Regions from separate parts of the Zea mays genome. Here region 2 is linked to region 1. A link is a contact called in public Hi-C data. All regions are on one chromosome and are shown on one strand. The core of a region is the stretch at or near the end of the contact, and the rest is flanking DNA. Distances in the headings are between cores, read along the strand shown. Region 1 holds the start of LOC100278075. Region 2 holds the start of LOC103628667 (protein indeterminate-domain 12).

Region 1 (7,516 bases), core at 2,686-5,185:
TTCTCTTGTGTATGAGCAGCTTCTTGGTACGTAGTAGTTCGCGTACGGGCCTGTCGTTGGCGCGATCGGGGGGACCCGAAACACGCTGCAGGCCTCGTCGACGTCACCGTACATCAGTTCCACGAGCGCGTCCTCGCCTCCGAGCCGCGCCGCCACCTCCGGCATCCCCCTCGCGTTGCGCCGCACCCGCTGGTAGTGATCCATCTGCTTCGCCGTCTTGATCATCGCGCGATGCCCGTCGTGCGCGGGGAACTTGAAGCCGCCGCCGGCCAAGGGGATGAGGCTGGCGCTGTCCTCCGGGACGGGCACCCGCACCATGACGCCGTCCAGGCACACCATCGAAAAGCTTTCTGGCACGGTCACGGCGGTATTACTGCTGTGGCCGTCCATGGCACGCGCTGATCGATCGCCTTCTCGCCGGGTTCGCTGGAAGTGTGGGCGAAATCTAATAGCTAATAATGATCGCGATACCGGCACAAATATATATAGGCCGTGGGTGGCCAAGGCGGCGTGGATTTTTATTGGCGCTCGGGCCAGTTGGGAACTTGGGATATGCTTGATCCCATGTTTCCCGGAATAAACTCAGCCCATGCATGTAATATTAATGCTTGTGCAGAAAGCCACGTCGCTACGTGAACTCCATATATGCCTTGCCAACATTTTCCATCTTAGGATCAGGCGCGCCTCTAGGAATGGATCCTAAACATATAATATTTTTTTTTGGCAACTTTAATATTTTAACATAGATGTACATAAAATTTAGGGTAGTTTAGAAACTCTATTTTTTAAGAGTTTCTTATTTTTGAATGAAAAATGAACTAATTTCTTTTAAAAAATATGGTCGTCGATCTATATTTCTTAAAGGCTAGTTTGGTGGACATAAAAATGCAGGGGATCTATAGAAGGAAACTTTTCGTTATTTGAAATTGAATAACGAGAGTAAGTAGAATTGGGCAGTAGGGTTCCAATCCCGGCTGAACGTCGGCTAGCCAGGAAAACAAAGACTCGACTACAGCAGCACAAGCAATTGGGAGACGGTGACGCCAGAGAGGTGCCGCTTCCAGGAGAGCTGCCTTGAGTCAACCACGGCGCAGGGGGTAGGGTGCTGAAGGTCACATCGTTGAGGTGCTTCCATAGAAACCAGCACACCATGAGGAGGAACGTGTTGTATTGTGCAACAGGGATCATCTGAGGTCAGGGGACCTCCCAAAGAGACGACACATCATGAGAGCCATCTCCTCTAGCAAACAGGCTCGATCTCTGATCCGATCCGGAGTTGAGTTGTAATGTCGTCAAAGCAGCTTCAAGAACAACCAGTTTGGCTTCAGCAGCGCGAGTGAGTCTTGGGACCAAGAATCGGCGTAGACCTCTTCGTTTAGCGGCGGCCACACTGATCGCGGGGTTGAAGAATGACAGAACAGTGCTGGGTATTGTTCTGCACTTCTGCTAATGTTTTATCACCCAGCCAGACATCATCCCATAAACTCGTAGCTTCCCCAGATACCATGTAATACTGCGGTAGAAAGGAAGAATACGGCGCAGTGCATCCCACTGGGCACCAACATCCATAGGCCCTCTCAAAGCTTGTTCGGTTATTTTCAATCCATATGGATTAGAGAGGATTGATACAAATTGAAAAAGATTTTGACTTACTAGTGATTGAAACCCCTCAATCATGTTCAATCTATATATATGGATTGGGGTAAAACCAAACAAGCCCTCAGGGAGATAATATCAAGACCTTCCACAGCCCAATGCAAATCATTTTAAAAAAAAACATGTCCATAGGCTAAAAATTGCAAAACAACACACAAAAAATGGACTATTATCTATACTACTCCTATTAAGGATCTAAATAAGGTGTCCACAGTGCCCCGCCTCCGCGAGCTGACTCCGCATGTGCCCACGATTTGTGCCCCTCACCGCCACCCCCCACCCACGTGGCAACCCTCGCACATCATCGTCCTCGTCCCTGTCACCACGTCCTCGAGGCGCTCGACTACGTCCCACTCATTGTTGGCCCCACACTCTCCGTCCGCCTTGACTTCATCCCCATCACCACCTCACCGTGGCCCAGTACCCTGCTCCTCGTCCTCGGTGCCGCCACCCCGCGCTCTTCCAACCGCTCCCGCCCCCGCCCCTCGCCCCCGCCCCCGCCCTCGGCCTCTTCTCCAACTCCCGTCCTGGGCGCGCCCCTCTTCGCCTCCGCCGCACGCCGGCGTCACGGCCAGCGTCAGTCCCTGCCTCCTCCTCCCCCACCCCCTCCTCCGCTCGAGACTCAATCTCTCCTCCCTCCATATATGGTCCCTCTCCTATGCTTTGTTTTGGGCTCTTCCTAGCTTCCTCCTCCCGTAGAGAGAGAACCCAGAGAGAACCTGGGATGGGGAACATCTGTGGTGGCTTGGCGAAGGACAGAGTGTCCGAGGATTTCAGGGCGTCTAGTCCAAGTGAGGGCCCTTCGTCAATCAAGAACCCGCTTTGTTTTCTTTTCCGGTTTTTTGTCTTATCCTTTCCCTTGTAACTGTTTTTCATATGATTCTTCCAAATCATGGATCCTTTTGCTAGAGCGGGTTAGATTTTTAGTGGCGGTTTTCTTAAGTAACCGCCACTGATAACCAAATCATCTTGTAAAAATATACTGCCCCATAGGCTTAATTCTACTAGTGGACATTGTGAAATGGAGACGAAAGCATGTTGCATAGAGCAATGCACCGATTGGTAAAAGGAATTTTGGATGGAAGAAAGACGGGGAGATTCAGGATCGCCACCGTTCGCCTTTTATTCCTTTATTATATATTGCCGTCAGAGATGGTTTTTGGGATAATTCATTGTTTTCGAACATGCTTTAATATCCTCCAAGTCTTTATGCACGGGCCGGGTTTGGTAGTGAAAGCACCTAGCTACAACATTTTACACATAGATAACGTTCTACTCCTAAAATTGATGGCTAGCTATTGAGCGTGTGGGTCTTTTCCTTTTAGACTTTGTGCTCAGGCAGAAGTTAAAAGAGAATTCATTTTTACTGTGTCGTCAATCGTCATCTCGGTCTAACAGCGGAGAATTAATAAAATCCTTACTCGATCGAGGTATACTTGTATCCAAATTACATTATCGGATACGACATGAATATATGCACAAACGCGTATATATCGAGAACAAATTAAAGATCAGCTCGATCAAGTTAATTAACACGGCACACATATAGCATTACATTCTTATTCAGAGATACTCACACACACAACACACCAGACAACTGAAAATACGACACGGACTCACACGGTCAAAATACAACGCCAGGTTCACTCACTGACACTTGAACACACACGCTCACACATTCACTCTGAACTGGTCATTATTCTAGCTGTAAATCAACACGGAGATGGAGCACACAGTCACACACACACACAGAGACATGACCGCTAAGGATCAGGAGACCAGTAAGTAACGATCGATTGCCCCCTCCTCCAAACACATAGAATGATTTAGATGGAGAGAGGGAGACCTGGAAGAAAGGCTTAGCCTTCCCTTGCCGATAAGACTTGCCTTCTTTCTTGTGCACCGCCGAAGCATCCCTGCTCACACGCCACCAGCCCGCGGCGCCGAAGCTCCGGGCGGACGGCATGGCAAGCATGCTTCCTCGCTGCATGCACTCACACCGCCGATGATGGCGGTGCGACGACCAGTGCTTCGCTCACAGCACCTTCTTCTTCTTTGCCCCTCTTTTTCCTCTTCCTCGACATCATACGATGGAAACTGTGCTTCACGAGTTCGGTGTGAGTGGGCCGGGAACACTGGTCAGGCCTTAGCTTGGCCAATCTTCCTTTCTTTTATAGGCATCTTCTCGTCAACTGAATCACGCAAGTCTGTGCGAGCGATTGGGCTGCAGGGATTGTTAATTGGTGAAGGGAGGATTCTTTGGTTGCGTCGTGGATTCTCGCATATCTGCACCCACTTATCTTTGAGCCAGACGACCACTGGATTCTCATGCTTTTGATCCTTTTTGTGGGTGGCCATTAAGGCGCTAACACTTTGTTATGCCTAACCTACTAGGGAGATAGGTTTCAGTGAGTCGATCGCCTTTAATTTTATGCGTAGTGGGGATCCTCTGAGGTACAATCAGTGGACACCTGTCGATGACTGACAGCGACAGTTTCTGAAATAGTTATGAGATATTGAGATGAGTGTCAAAAGATCTCGATCTTGGGATCCATTGCTACATGTGCTATGTATTTTCCTTTGGAAGAACCTTCGAAAAAGAGCTAGGAGCTCACGCCCGATTCACTTAGCAATGAAATTAACGCCCCGTTTGGATCATTGGAATTGAATTCCATTCTAATAATAGTAATTTAGGCATACATCAATTAAGCTAATTCAATTTTATGCAAAGTATATTTGTATATTATTATTAGCAAGATGTCGGAGATATTTATGTGCTACATTTTTACTATAGTGGAGTGAGACGAAAAGTGTCATGTAAGTTATAGATTAGAAATCAATTCTAGTAATACATAAAATCATTTCCCACCCTCTACCCCATGAATTTGAGATAGGCTTATATCTGAACTTTGGAAAGTGGTGGAATGTTAAATTCCAAACTAAATAAGTTACTTTATTGAGTGAATTCCAATTCCTCTAAAATGAAGGGATCCAAACGCTCCGTAAGGAAAAAATATATATAGCCCGTTTTACAACGGAAATTAGACCGAGAAACTATACATGAGTAACATGACTAATTAAAGGAAAACCTGGACATAGCATCAGCTGCTAACGCAACTCAACCACAAACACATACCAGTTCATAACTTCATATCGTTAACTCGTTATCGGGTTCAAAACAAGCAGCTCTAACTTCTTACCCCTACTTTTCTTATCATACAGTTCTCCAACCTGAAAAAAAAGTGGAGGAAATAACTTCTTACGTTTTTGTATGCAACAAATGACTCTTTTTAGTACCATACCATCTCCACAATCTAAGGGCTTACTTTTCATATAAATATGCCTGCACAAAACAAAGTTGTCTTGGCAATATTTACAGTTTTATACATACATACTATACATTTTTCTGAAGATTCAGACAAGTCCAGCTGGAATGTTTAAAAGGAGATGATCCATCGAGTTATATATGGCCCCAGAAGATCCGGACATTCTTGGCCCTACCGAAGAAGGGTGGAAGCTAGGAGACGACTCCCTGCAGTAGTGTGGCTGTGCGTAGTAGTCTCAGGCTCTCAGCATGATTCACGTACCAATGCTAGTGCAGGCCAGCAACGCAAAAGGAAACTAAAACAGTTGCACGCTTTTGGAAAGCGCCATGCATTAGCTAGCACGTCCCTGCAATCCTCGAAAAGGAAACAGCAGATCAAACTGGAATCTGATTGTTTATGGTTATGGATGATCCGGGTCCCGCCAGATGGTCTATCCATCGCCCACCACCATCCAATGCGGAATGGGGTGCACTCTGAAATTTGGGAGATGTCGCGTCTTCCAGGCATCAGATAGATCCATATCCTATTCACTCTCAGCGTCCGGGCTTACAGTACCCAGCTCTATCCGAATCAAAAGGTGAAGCTTTTCACTGGGTGGGGTTGGTTGATAGATGTGCTTGTCCTAAGTAATGGCCTTATCATCTTCTTATTGCCTTCAACTTGCGTGAAATGGAGACCATTATATGCCACTTTCTCATGCTCATACCTGGCCTTTTCACCCGGGATATGATAGTTTATGTAGCTAAAGGACAGGCCGCGGTCTGGAAGATAGAGCTGATGAGGGTGACCTTTGCGAAAAAAATTGGTGCAGACCGGCTGCAAACCAGAGCTTCTCACAAAAAGGAGGATAGACCTCACTCACAACAGCAATAACACAACTAAAATATTACCTGGTGGACCTGCAGGTATGGTCTATCCTCCTTTTTGTGAGGGGCCGCAAATTTTTTTCCGACCTTGATAGTGCTTTGTTGATTATCATCATCGGTCTCCTACTTGATTTCACAAGTGATAACAAAATGGATAGTGTTTACTGCTCTTTCTCAGGGAATAAAAGGAGACTTGATACAAGCGGCCAAGCGGGCTTGTATTGTTTCCTTTGCATACGCGAGAAATTAGAAATTCTATCCGTTAACTGTGGCATGTATGAAAATAAAAAAAATCTGATTTGAATGCTTTATTCCTTTCATAAATATAAGATCTCAATATCAACCATGCAGCTAGACTCGTTAAAACATTTTATGAAATATATTGCTACTAACTATGCTACACAGTGTAGTTATTTATGTAATACGGTACGCTGCATAAAAAATCAGTTTACTGTTGCATGTGCACAAATTTAGGATGACAAAAATGTGTGTTGAGAGGAAAATGGATTGACATGCATGAAAACAAAAAATCTGATTTTAATGCTTTATTTTCTACATAAAAATAGGATCTCACAACAGCAATGCAGTTAGACTCGTTGGAATCAGTTTATGTACTAATTGTGCTACACTGTGTAGATATTCATGCAGTGTGGTACACCGCGTAAAAAATTTGTTTCCTGCTACATGCGCACAAATTTAGGATGATAAGAACGTGGGTTGAAAGGAAATAGATTGGCATAAATCGAAACAAAAAAACTGATTTAAATGTTTTTTTCGTTCATAAAAGTAGGATTTTGACAACAGACATGCATGTATGATCGTTAGAACCGGTTTATGATATATACTGACACTAATTATACTACACGATATAGATATTTATGCACTGCAGTACAACACAAAAAAATCTGTTTCCTAATGCATGCGCACAAATTTAAGATGACAAGAATGTGCGTTGAAATGAAATAGATTGACATGCATGGAAACAAAAAATCTGCTTTAAATGTTTAATTTTCTGCATAAATATAGGATCTCTGCAGCAGCCATGCATCTAGGCTCGTTAGAATCAGTTTAAGATATACAGTGAGACTAATTATTCTACACGTCAAAAGTGTTTATGCAATACAGTACATTGTGTACAAAATATGTTTACTATTGTATGCGCACAAATTTAGGATGACAAGAATGTGGGTTGAAAGGAAATGGATTGACATACATGGAAACAAAAATCTGATTTTCAATGTTTTATTTCGTCCATAAATATAGGATTTCTCCAACAGCCATGCAGTTTAACTCGTTAGAACTAGTTTATGATATATAATGATACTAATTATACTACATGTCCAAGGTATTTATGCATTGCGGGACACTACATAAAAATCAATAAACGTTTACATACAATGTGAATAGAAATATCATAAAAACCTATTGATGTTGGCATAAATATATATACAAAATAGCATAAAAATAGGGTCGTCGATCCGCCACCGCTCGCCGCCTAAGGAAGTTCGTCGTCGTCGCTCGCGCCTAGGGAAGGCCGACTTCGTCGCAGGAGGGGGGACGCCAGCGGGCGCCACTCCGCGGCACGCGCCTCCGGGATTTGCCGCCGTGTGCGCTCCTCCAAAATTTGTCGTCACTGCTGTCGAAGCCTACCGCGCCTCGCGCAACCAC
Region 2 (7,516 bases), core at 1,732-4,231, 250 kb after region 1:
ATTACACTATCCAACGACAAATAAAAAGAAACGGAGGGAGTACAAAGTGAGAAGCCGAGCCCTAAGAGGTAACAAATACATATGCAGCGTCCGTGGGATCCCGCCCGTGTTCCGGCGTTCCTTTGTCCTACTTCCAAATGGCGTGCCTGCTAGCAATTGTAGAGCGACGACTGTTCATTAATCTGTTGTGCACATGCATTTGCATGGGGTAGACTAGTTGTCCTTGTTGCGAATTGCCGAGATGCATTTCATCTGCGAAATGCAACGATGGTGCACCAGCCGCTGCCGTTCGGACGTTCAGTACTCAGAAGTCACAACATGATCATCACTACGTACCGGAATTCGTCTTTTTGCCGAGTGCTCGGCGCTTTGCCGAGTGCTTTCTATCGGGCACTCAGCGAAGACGTCTTTGTCGAGTGCCGCACTCGGCAAAGTCCTGCTCTCGGTAACGATCGAGTTTACCGAGAGCAGGACTCTCGGCACAGAAATACACTCGTCAAATAAGTCTTTGCCGAGTGCCGAACACTCGGCGAATGACGGCGCTCTCGGTAAAGGGCCGTCAACAGCCGTTCATAACTGACGACCGTTATCTTTGCTGAGCGCCAAGCTTTGGCACTCGGCAAAGAAGCTTCTTTGCCGAGTGTTTTTCGTCTCGCACTCGGCACAGTATGCTTTGCCGAGTGTCATTCATGGACACTCAGTAAATTATATTTTTTATTTTTTTTATTTTTTCCAACCAAACTTTTTATGGTATGTTCATACACTATGTAGACTTACATGTACCATTTTGGCACAATTATAAAAGTGTTTTATATAATTATTAGATTTAGTTCGTTTAATCGAATTTCTCCAGAAAATTCAGATTTGAACTGCAAGTCACTCGAAACATGGTAGACCCTTTGCCGAGTGCAGGCCGGTAGACACTCGGCAAAGAGGTAATCTCTTTGCCGAGTGTAATAGGTGACACTCGGCAAAGGCGCCGTGACGTCCGCTTTTCTTTGCCGAGTATCGAGTGACCGATAAAAGTACTCGACAAAGAAGCCGTTGCCGATGTACTGCTCACTGAGATCTCTTTGCCGAGTGTTTTTCAGGCTTTGTCGAGTACTTCAAACACTCGGCAAAGCGCTCGATTCCTGCAGTGCATTGAGAAAAAAATGGCAAAATTCACTGCACACACAAGCATCATCGCTTCACTATAAACTGTAGATACAACAGGTAGAGAGAGAGAGAGAGTCATTTTCAGCTTCATTGTAAACTGTAGATACAACAGGTAGAGAGAGAGTCATTTTCAGCTGTGGTGTCGCTGAAACTGTAAATATGCCTCTTCTCTTGTCGTTTCCCTTGTCTGTTAACATTCAGAAGCATGCATGCCGGAGCTGAAACTGTAAATCCAACAAGCTGCTGAACAACCGGCAGGACGCCAGCATAGGGCAGTCCGGATAACGGCTTTGGCGCTTTGTTTGTACTGTGCTGTTCGGTGCCACCGAACGAACGAAGACGAATCAGGGCCCTCCCTTCCCTATCATGCACTAGACACCACCTATAGGCATTGCTGGCTAGCTAGGGCTCCTCGGAAGAAGAACGCTTAATGGTCTGTTACGCACAGTTCCAATTCCAACGGATGTCAGACTATATCAGTCAATGACACACAGTGATCAGCACAGCACAGAAGGGCTGTTCATACTAGTTCTGGGATTTTAATTCACCGCCGGATCATAAAACCCTGACAAGGTACGTACTTAACATCTGAATAATGGCCAAGGTTAACAGAGAGAGAAACATGCATACTATACTACAACAGATTGATCATATCAAGGTTGAAGGAAGGAAGGAAGCATGCTATAGTGCTACTAATTCACCGCGACAGCTAGCTAGATAGATGCCAAACGGTCCATTTGACATACGCTTTAACCTCTTGTGGTAACACAGCTTGTGCATTGGAAGACATGACGTAGAACTCTTCAAACCTCCGGTCCAGGCCAGCTCCATGCAGCTCCAAATACTAAAACACCATGGGCATATCTCACAGTTGCACCGAATTAAGACAGAGGAGAGGAGAGGAGAGGAGGCAGCTGATCGATATGATACCACGGCAAGGCCGGATCCCCCCTCCCCCAAATGAAAAAGAAAAAGGAAAAGAAAACCCGCGGCCTACGTTTGTCTCTTCTCCCGGATCTCGCCCTTGGCAGGCATTCCAAATCCCGGCCTCCTTGTACCGACGAAACCGTCTCAGTTTTATTCTTCCCGCGTCTGTCTGATGGCGACATCATGTCGAGAACGAATTAAAACAACGTTATCAGCCTTACCACCCGGACGATCCGTCTTGACGCTGACATGCTAGTTTAATTCAATCCCCAGGGTGAAACATGACACGCATTACAGCTCCCCCACCGTCGATGATTGCAAAGCATATGCATGCATATTTTCTGCTACTCTCTAGTGTAAATTAAAAGATCGATCAGCTGCAGTGCAGAAATTACCGCCTGCAGATTTGCAGATTCACAGTGTCACAAGCTGGTACCACTCTGGGTGGTCTGGTCTCTCTTTCAAGCTATCGAAAGAGCAAGGAGGCGTAACAGTAACGGGAGTGTGACGAAAGGGGCACGCACACACAGTAGCTCTCAAAGACCGATTCTTTTCTCTTCTCACCCCCCCCCCCCCCCCCCCCCCCCCCCGTACGTGGAGCTTCGCTTAATTATTAACCTGAGCGTACTGACAAACTCTCCAGAAACAATAAACGGAACATTCGTGCTGAGATGAGGTAATCAGATTCGTGTATTCCAATATATATATGGGATAAAAAAAATGCTCCTCTGCTATACAGCGCTAGCTAGCGTTGCAGTCCTCTCTGATGCCGACCGAAAGCTAGCTAATCAGCCGTTTTCCTCTTGTCTAATTGCGACCCCCCCTCTTCGTTCCGTTGCGCATAAATCACCATCCCCCTTTCTCCCCTGTTGGCACCCTCTGCACCCGGCCGGTATCATCTGGACTGGACCACAGAGGCCAGCAGCAGTACGCGCGCGATGTCGTCACACACGTCGGAAGAAGAATCCCTCAGCAGCTTCCAGCAGCAGCAGGCCAAGCTAGAAGCCTGCCATGCTGCTGGGTCGAGCAAGGCTGACGCAGCGGCAGCAGCCATGCCTGTGGTGAAAAAGAGACGCGGCCACCCAGGAACTCTAGGTACGTACGACGTCGTTGCTTCAACTAGCTAGCACACTTAATTGGTTTCCGTAGACAATAGGCCGGTCCATGAAGGATTATTCTCTTTTCCCAATCAATCAAGATGCCATGATTATACTACATGAACATGCACACGTGCAAGTGCAATGTAATTAAGCCATCGCAGTGTTTAAAACAATTAATAATGGTCTTTGTTCTTGGTTACAAATAAACTTGTCAGAAACCAAAGAAAGATGAAGCGACGACGGTACGTACTACAAATTTCTCAATCTCAGTAGTAGAGATAGAGACTCTATGTATCGGCTGTATGCCTATCTCCACAATGCACACTTTTACTTTGTTCAGAGACAGACTCATTCCCTCCAAGACTGAGATACGTACGCCGTAGAGGGCACTAAAGATTTCTGAATAGATAGATAATAATCATAACAGATCTAATGTTGCACTTTATTACAGCACTGGTTCATGGACATCCTATTAAGTAGCAAAGATAACTATAGGTTGTTCTATATATAGGACATATATAGGTTATCAACAAAAACATACGACCAGATTACAGATGGAGGTGTTAAGTGTGGAATATTCAGCATGTGAAAACCTAACGTTGGTTCATGACATATATACCTTGGGCAGATCCTGATGTGGAAGTAGTGGCTTTGTCACCCAAGACACTCCTGGCAACAAACAGGTACATATGCGAGGTCTGTCACAAGGGCTTCCAGAGGGACCAGAACCTGCAGCTCCACAGGAGAGGCCACAACCTACCATGGAAGCTGAAGCAGAGGAGCAGCACCGAAGCCAAGAAGAAGGTGTATGTCTGCCCTGAGGCCACCTGCCCTCATCACGACGCGAGCCGAGCCCTGGGCGACCTCACGGGCATAAAGAAGCACTACTCCAGGAAACACGGGGAGAAGAAGTGGAAGTGCGACAGGTGCTCCAAGAAGTATGCTGTCCAGTCGGACTGGAAGGCTCACACGAAGATATGTGGCACCAAGGAGTACCGATGCGACTGTGGAACAATATTCTCAAGGTATGTCCATGTTCATTGTTCACACTAATCCAGTCAGTTCCTGTAGATGTCAACCTGTGTCTCTCTCAGCAACTGAAGCAATGCAATGCCACTGGAATGTTGAATTCATGCCTTGACGTCCTTTAGCATTGCTGGGAATATTATATACGAGTGTTTACATCTCCCACATCTATCAGCTTTTGAAAATTTACCTTCAGATTCAATTGTATACAATTGCAGAAAGGACAGCTTCATCACGCACCGAGCCTTCTGCGATGCACTGGCTGAAGACACCTCCAGGGTGAACCACAGCCTAGCGACAATGGTGGGAAGTCTGCATGGGCACCAGCAGGACATCTTCTCACACGGAGTACCTACCTTCCCGACTTCACCGCCCGACGTGATGGCAAACCTGTCCAGCATCAACGACCACAACTCAGACAGCCACCTCAGGTCTCTGTCCCCCTACGCTCTCATCACAAGAAACACGGCACTGTTCTCCAACCAGATATCGCCCAAGGATCCAGGCGGCTTTCCTCTCGACGGCAGCGCGTCGAGCTACCCTTACATGTCCATGACTTCCCCCTACATGTCGGCCACTGCGCTGCTACAGAAAGCTGCAGAGATGGGCGCAAAGACCAGCCAGGATCCGATATCGCCGTTGCTCCTGAAAAGCTTCCCAAGCAACGTGACGACTCCCAGCCCTAGAGACCACCACATGGACATCTCTTCAGGAAGCCAGGGGGACTCCCTCGGGAACTCAGCGGCCAACAGTGTCGTCGTTGGCATCAAGGCAGCCGAGGACGAGGGCTCCTACCTGAGCGGTCGCGGTAGCATTCTGATGAGCTCGCCATGGGTGAACACTTACAGGCCTGCCACGGTGCCCTTGATCGGACTGATGAACCATCCGTTTGGCATGAGCAGGGCAGAAAAGGAGAGCTCCGCCGGCATGTTTCCTGGAGGCCAGACGCAACACAGCAGGCAGGAAAACATTTCGGGGCCGGTGGGAGATGCTGGGCTGACCCAGGACTTCCTAGGGCTAGGAGGCAGTGGGAATTTGGAGATGGGTTCTGCTGACACCTACAATGCGGACGTGAGCGTGACCGCACTGAGCTATTCTGACGAGCAGCAGAAGCCGCAGGACCATATCTACCCTTACCATCAGTCGTCTCTTGACTCCACTGCGCTGGAGAAACCCATTTGGGAATCCTGATGCACGCACGCATTTTACTTGACTCTGGTAGTTCAGCTTCAACTAAGCTGTCCTTGGACATGGAACAGCAGTAGTCGTTATTAAGCTGGTATTAGCATGCATGTGCCAGGCAGTGAAAGCCTTGTTCTGTTAGGGCGGGCTCTATATATATGGGAGCACTTTTCTGTAGGGCAAGTACCAATTAGAAGGGGCACCGTACCTCAGTGTCTTGTCTTCATCAGAATGACCACAAGGACAGCTTTAAGGAATTTCTGTAGTTTCATTCAAGATATATTAATAAATACTTTGCGTTCTGTTGCAAAAAAAAAGGAAACCAGGACATATGGATGCTGATTTTATTACTTCTCATTCGATGGTTTCCGGTTGATGACGGAAAACGGAGCGACCCCGGCTCATAATTAAATTGGACGCAGATTGTAAAACAATTAGGTCTAAAAACAGTCAGAAAGAAACGATTCTCGATTGGTCATAAATTTACCCGGTTTTATAGTTAATCTATATACTGACGACTACAATATGTGATGTTGATAGATATTTGAAATTCAAATTTTAAAAACGATATTTTTTTAGAAACGGTATTGTTTTTACAAAAATGATACGGTTTTGAGGCCCCGGTTACGGAAATTTCGGTTACGGTTTTCATCCCTAAAAACAATCCATTAAAGTTAATAATTTATTTTGGAAAAATTCCTGCTGGTATGCTATCAGATTTTATAATTATTCCTTGTGTGCCACTAAGTGACATATATGTATATTTTTTGTGTGTATGCTATGTGGGGTCTGTGGCACACAAGTAACGTGTATATTTTCCGATTGTATTCAGGGAATTAGCCTATTTATTTTTACTACTACAGTTATACTAGAATAATAATAACAACGCTCTTTTGAAGTAGCAAGCGGCATATTATTTTTACTCCTAATTTTTCCGGATATGAATGTGGTGTTTCCATTTTTTTATTTTTGTTCTTCCGGCCAGAAGGCCACAGCTAGTGCCCTGATTCGGTAGGCATGGTCCAAATTATTTTGGACCCTGAATTAATTTGGCAGTGCTACCGCATACTAATACTTTGGTGTCTCCCACATAACTATACATTTTGCAAATGTACCAATGATATACCGGATAAACGAACTGTCAAAAAAATGCCTAACATATTCCTAGAATTGAGAATACCCACATACCTGAAAGTTCGATGCATGTTGTTACGCGGGGCAAGCACTACACGAGGAGGAGGGAAAAGGCCGAGCCGCAAGGCCGGCAGCCGGCCTAATTAGGGCTTATTCGGTTACAGATGAATTGAATAGGATTAGAGAGAATTAATTTTTTTTCTTAGTAAAAATTAATAGAAAGAGATTTAATGCTCTTCAATCTCCTCTAATCCTCTAGCAACCGAACGTGGCTTTAGGGCTTGTTTGATTAGAGGTGGATTGAGAAGGATTAGAGTGGATTAAATCCCCACCTAAATTTATATAGGAGGGGATTTAATCCCCATCAATCCTCCTCGATCCACCCCTAATCGTACAAGTCCTTAGTGGGTATGGAAGGTTACAACATATTGATTAAATGAGAGATTTATGACTTATTTAGGAGCAATAAAATTGGAGGAGACTAAAATCCCTTACTATTCAATTTGAATGATAAGATATTTTAGCTCTATCAATCCCCTTTCAATTGTCTTGCTCTGAACATGCCCTCAGAATTTGATTGTGGAGTTTGTTGGCCACTGGCCTATGTAAGATGATTGGAAAACCCGAGAATAAGGATTGTTAGAGCCTTATTGAACCAAAATAGGGAGTCGAGGGAAAAACCGATCATGTCCTACCGGGGGTCACCGGTTATGCCTCCGATGCTACCATGCCGAGCAATGAATACCTAAGTCCTCAACACGGTGCTCACTAGAGGTGTTGATGGGGAACTCCCCTCTACCAGGTTTAGACACCCATACCTATTTCTATGAAGCTATATCTATCTCCATCCTTGTACACATACCCATCATGGGTATAAGGGCATGTTTGATATAGCTCCCACTGATTCTGATTCTATGTTAGAAGTGATTCTCTGATAGAAGTGATTCTGTGGCTGAAAGTGATTCTCAAATGAAACTATATGATAAACT

The links. A called contact is a pair of places that touch in the nucleus more often than the background predicts.
Region 2: a contact with region 1 is called in a Hi-C map of ear, with 2.4 times the contacts expected there. The contact joins the promoter of LOC103628667 here to the promoter of LOC100278075 in region 1. A contact is called at or near these places in 2 of 25 Hi-C or Micro-C datasets (ear and tassel).

Annotation. Positions count from the first base shown.
Region 1 is chr5:169,860,634-169,868,149 of Zm-B73-REFERENCE-NAM-5.0, forward strand. It overlaps LOC100278075, which reads right to left and starts at 3,936. Exons shown (of 1, transcript NM_001151471.2): 1 at 3,084-3,936. The coding sequence starts at 3,646. The coding sequence ends at 3,353.
Region 2 is chr5:170,110,245-170,117,760 of Zm-B73-REFERENCE-NAM-5.0, forward strand. LOC103628667 (protein indeterminate-domain 12) reads left to right here and starts at 2,982. Exons shown (of 3, transcript XM_008648832.3): 1 at 2,982-3,180; 2 at 3,814-4,210; 3 at 4,430-5,698. The coding sequence starts at 3,024. The coding sequence ends at 5,402.